2 separate regions of the Oryctolagus cuniculus genome follow, and region 2 is linked to region 1. A link is a contact called in public Hi-C data. All regions are on one chromosome and are shown on one strand. Each heading gives the region's core, a stretch centred on a gene start, on an enhancer-like site or on the middle of the called end of the contact. The rest is flanking DNA. Distances are from core to core; before and after follow the strand shown.

Region 1 (2,619 bases), core at 44-2,543:
AACTTGCTAAAACAGACAGCCACAGCCGTTGGTGCCTGTTAGCAACGTTTCTGTCCTGTGGAGTCTTGTAATCAGAAATCCTCGCTGCTCTTCTCTTCTTCTTATTGTTGCTCTTGACATTGGACACACAAGTCCCTCCTCAAATTTATTCTTCCTTGTCCTGTCCTCTGCAGAGCTGGCCTGAACTTCAGAAAGAGGTACACAGTGCAAAATGCACTCTAACAGTGCCTTCTGGTACATGCAGATTCCTCTCAGGAAATATATTTTGCTTAACAAAGAAGGTATTCAGAAGCTGTATCATAACCTCATTTTAAAAATTGAGTTTTGTCTGATCTTCTGTATATATAGAAAATTGAAAATGAATCTTGATGTGAATGGAAGGGGAGAGAGAGCGGGAAAGGGGAGGGTTGCGGGTGGGAGGGAAGTCATTGAGGGGGGGCAATGTAATCCATAAGCTGTACTTTGGAAATCTATATTCATTAAATAAAAGTTTAAAAAAATGAGTTTTGTTTAAACAGAAATCCTTCCAAGATAAGAAAAAAGACCAAGAGAAATTAACTTACTCTTCTTAACACATTTTGGTATTCATAAAATTAGGATTAAACCTGTTCTTACTTTTCATCAAATGACTGCCTACATGTAAAGTCCAATTGAATTCTCCCAAATCATTTGAACCCTAATACATTTCCAGTAGTCTGGGGTGGGTGGCATCATGTCTTCTAACATCGTGCCACTAGGGGGAGTGAAACCCAGCAATCTGCAAACTACGCCTGGCCAGAACCCCAAGGTTGGCTGTTTCACCTTTCTGTTTAAACCAATGATCCTCAGCTCAGTTGCCCCAGAAAAACAGGAGCATCTGGTGTGCTGTGTTTATTCTGAGGTTACGATTTCTAAAAATAGTTTTCTGAAAAATCTCCCTGGCCGCTGGGAAGCACGCAGGCAAGTGGTGAGCCAGGAAGTAGGAGGCTCTCTTGCCTCGGGGGACCCTGGAGACTGGAAGAGTGGGACAAGAATGCACTCCAAGAGCACAAGCGAGAGCGGGGGCTGCAGGGCAGCGCTGCAGGTGTCTGTGAGGCCCAGGCCAAGCCAGACTCGCTGACCCCTCCGGGAAGCAGGGAGTCAGCTGGGAGAAGCCACAGAGGAGGAGGAGGGCGGCTCCTACCCTGAGGCTGCGGTGGCCCACACAGGTGTCATGGGAAGGGGTGGGTGTCACTCTGGATGACAGATTGGCTTCAGCCAGATGGTGGCGGGTGAAAGAGGCCTCACCAACCTCTGCTGGCCTTCCAGACAGCGCAAGAGCACACGTGTGTGTGTGTGTGTGTGTGCACATGCGTATACTACAATGGTGGGATGTGGGCAAAGCAAAACTCTGGCGAGTTCTTCCCATTTTCCATATCCAATTCTCATTTCCATGATTTCAGTTCCTTAGAGAATGTCAGCACTTGTCGAGTCATTTTCATTATTTAGTCTCCACCCTAAAATTCCCTCAAGATCTAAAGGCAAGAACGTCCCCCAGAGGGATCTCTGTGCCTCTGGAGGATAATTCAGACAACCTCCCTGGAGGTCCCCAGCTCGGAGGCTGCCTACGCTGCCACCATGTCTTCAGCAACTCTCGCCTTTCTTTCCTCCCTGTCGCCACCTTGCCTCGCCAGGGAGGCATCAACTGGACGCTCCCTCCGGGGACTGGGGCCTCTAAGAGAAGTCCCGGATTATGGCACACAGAGAATGGGAGACCCTGGGGCAGAAAGCACGCACCCAGAGAGCTCGGCTGCTCCCCTGTCGCACAGGCAGCAGCTCCTCCCGGCCTCCTCCAAGGATGACGCGTTTCTTCATTCCCCTGATGAGTTTATGGGAGAACGTCGTCTATCAGACGCAGGACAAGTCTGTCATCGGAACATTTAGTGCAGCAGCCGAAATTGACAGTTTCCGAGCCTTTGTGGTCAGGCAGAGAGAAGACCGGGAAGAGTGGGAAGAGAATTCTGGGTTCTGGTGCCTGCTCTATTGGTCTCGAACGCTAGCTTCAGGCAGTTCGCTTTCTTGGTCTGTGAAATTGAGAATGTTAGGTGAGATTTTCTGTTAGATGATCTCTGGTCCCGAAGGTGCATGCTGTCTGTCTGGTGAACATGGGGAATCTCCTGCCACATTTAATCGACGACCACCACCTCAGAGTGAAACGTGAAAGGCCTGGGACAAAGCACGTGCCAACCTCAGGGTGCCTCGCCAGTCTGTGTAGGAGGAAACGAATGTAAGAAGGGAGCCGACTGCATGCATTCTGCCTCATATGGTTATCTCTAGGGCTTGTGCCCGTGCAAGCAAGATGAGGGTGTGGAGGAAGGGGAGGGGGACACACTGTCAAATGTCAAGTGTTGAGCGAAGGCTTTGAACTCTGACAATTGAGATTTCCGGTAACTTTGCCTCCACTTCTGCAAAAGGGGGGCGGGGGGTAGCAGAGAAAAAGAAAGAGACAAAGAGAGAGAACTGAAAGTGATCCAAACATGAGGCCATCATCATGCAGATTTCGTGTGAATATTAGGCAATAATAATATCTAAGTTACTTGTAGGTAATCTGGGACTTGGCTATCATTAAGAAAAATCTCTGGATATGCCTCTGAACTAACA
Region 2 (2,619 bases), core at 50-2,549, 620 kb after region 1:
CCAGGCTTTATCTACGGATTGGCTGTCTGGGGCCCGGGGGCGTCCCCACCACCGGATGGGGCTGTGAGCATAGCCAGCACCCTAGCTGGCCAGCCCGGGCCATCCCGACTGTCAGAAGGGCCCCACGTGTGCAATGGCCCGTGGTGTGGCGGCATCCCAAGCTCCAGCTACCAGCACTTTTTTGCTCTCCATGCTTCCTCCAGGAATCCTGCTTCCTTCCCGGCCTCTTCCCAGCCTCTCCCTCAATGCCCTCCCACCGCAGGTGCTCAGTCTGGAAGTAAGGGGCAGCTTGGGAGATGGCCACTGGGCGATGTCCCGCAGAAGGGCGGGGTCTCAGGGTCAGGTGCGCTGCCTCCCCCCTACCCCTGCCAGCACAGGCTCCCAGAGGGGCACAGGACGCTGCTCTGGGGTTTCCAAAGTGGACCTTGGCTGCAACATCTGGCTCACCCCAGAAAGGCCCTGAATTCGTTTGCTTGGGGCAAGGCTCCGGGCCCCTCCCCCAGGCATCAGCCCCGCCCCCAACCCGGGGCGGAGGCGCGGTCCACCTGGCAGCGCCTGACCACCCAGGCCCTCGTCGCGGCCCCCCAGCCCCGACCCCACCCGGCTCCCTCCCCCAGCCCTCTGTGAATCCAGTCCATTGAAACTTGCCTTTGAAAAGGTCTCTGTTTGGGTGAGTTCCGTGCGCTCTGCCTAGAGGGCGGCAGATTATCTGAAAATAGGTGTTATTGATTACAACCAGGTGGGCTTTGTGGAAGGGGTCCACTTGAACCAAAATAAATATTTGCCTGCACAAAGAACAAGCCCGGCCCTGTTGCGGGCGGGGGCGGCCGCGGCGGCGGCAGCCAGCGGCCTCGGGGGCCCGGCGGCCGGGGCGCGGCGCGGCGCAACCCCGGGATTGTGTTTCTTCAATTAGGACAGAAACGCGCGGGGGGCGGCGGGGGCGGCACAAAGGCCCCGCTGGCGGCGCTGCCAAAGGCCCGCGGCCCGCGGCCGGCTGCAGGCTCGCAGCCTGCTCCGGGCTGGGAATTGTATTTTCTTTGGCTTTCGGGCGCGCTCCTTATTATTTATTTCTTTTCCCTCTGTTTTATTTTTATTTTCAAGTTGCCGGCCGGGCTGGATGCCGTCCATTCACCCCGCTGCCTTGGAGCGCGGCGCGCAGACGGCCGGAGCCGGCTCCGACGCTGCCCCGCGGCCGCCGCCGGCACGCACTAGGGGGGGTTGGGGCTGGGGGAGGGGGCGCAGCCTGGGGTGCTGGCGGCGGCGGCGGCGGGGGTCGCTGGGGGCGCCTCGCGCTTTGCCCAGGTCTGATCCGGAGAATGGGAGCCCAGCTGGATAGTGAGCTCCTCCCCAGTGCAGGGAGTGGAGGACCTAGCAGGAATAATGCGGTTTTCTTGAACAGAGGGTAGCAACGTGGGGTGGGATGTGGGGGTCGATGGAGGAGGAAGCTGCAAGGTGGACCCTCGCTGGGGTGCCCATTCCACCCCGCAGTGCGCTGCCTGCCTTCTGCCCAGGGCCCCCGGGGGCTTCCTCCCATTGAGGCTCTGAGAAGTCCACTCTTGGTCTCTCAAGCTGACTTCCCACAGCAGCTGCTGGGTGGGCAGGCGGCCGGAATCTGTGCAGAGGAAAGATGGCTTTCCCTTCTTCTACCATGGAGGGGACCTGGGTAGGGGCCTCCTGTCCAGTGCTCAGGGCGGAAGCCGGAGGCTGCAACAGGTACAAGACAGAGAGAGGGAACAGAGAGGCCTACTTCAGAGAGGTGCTGGCAGGCAGACAGGAGAAGCTGGGGTCGGGAGGAAGAGAGGTGGAGAGAGCCATTGTTGATCTGGATCCCAAGAGAGCTGATCGAGGAGGCTGGCAGAGGCGGGGGCAGGGGGAGTGGATGGAGACGGGACGCCACAGCCACGGATGCAGACCTGGTGCTTCCCTGTGCATCTGCCATCATGGTCACACACACACACACACAAACACCAAGCCCAGGCATCCTCCTGTGTGGCTGCAGAAGACCCTCGTGGTGTTGACCTAGCATCTCTGTGCAGGCAGAGCCCAGACCACCTTCCAGCAGCCTGGGGCAACCCCAGGCAGGGAAAGATGCCAGCAGGCACCTCCTGATGCTGTCGGCTCTCCAGCCTTCCCCTGGAAAGCCTGTTACAGAGGGAAAACCTAGCCACGTTGCCTCAGTCTCCTCCCACAGCCTCATCACAGGGCTCTCCCATCCCAGGATGAAGCTCCCAGGAGAGGCAGAGGTGGAGACGGGTTAGCAGGCTCAGCCGCTCGCTTGGCAAAGAGGAACCCAGACTAGCAAGGAAGAGAGGGCTCTGTAGCTGATCACTGCTGCTTGCACCCCCGTCACCAATCTGTGCACACATCGGGTGGTGGCAACCGCAGGCAGATATTTTTAGAACTAGAAATGATCACCACTTGTTAGTGGAGCTGGGCACTGGCCTCTGGAATTCCCTAAAACACCTCAAACTCTCCCGTGGCCCTGGACACCCCTGGGCTCGACAGACACCCTCAGTTGGTGGGTGCACACTGGGTGGGGTCGATGTGGCAGCCTGGATTGGTAGTACTGGCTGATTTTCAGAGTACAAAACTTGCACCAGGAGACATGTCAGGCTGCCG

The links. A called contact is a pair of places that touch in the nucleus more often than the background predicts.
Region 2: a contact with region 1 is called in a Hi-C map of an unstated tissue, with 4 times the contacts expected there. The contact joins two enhancer-like sites. A contact is called at or near these places in 4 of 6 Hi-C or Micro-C datasets (ear pinna, psoas muscle, skin fibroblasts and 1 more).

What each region holds. Positions count from the first base shown.
Region 1 is chr1:121,822,893-121,825,511 of mOryCun1.1, forward strand. No RefSeq gene overlaps it. Among named protein-coding and RNA genes, the nearest start is that of ETS1, 280 kb to the right of the region's middle. Within about 2 kb of position 1,294, at least 1 of the 8 cell types and tissues checked has an H3K27ac peak or open chromatin away from gene starts, as enhancers often do.
Region 2 is chr1:122,442,987-122,445,605 of mOryCun1.1, forward strand. No RefSeq gene overlaps it. Among named protein-coding and RNA genes, the nearest start is that of KCNJ1, 49 kb to the right of the region's middle. Within about 2 kb of position 1,300, at least 1 of the 8 cell types and tissues checked has an H3K27ac peak or open chromatin away from gene starts, as enhancers often do.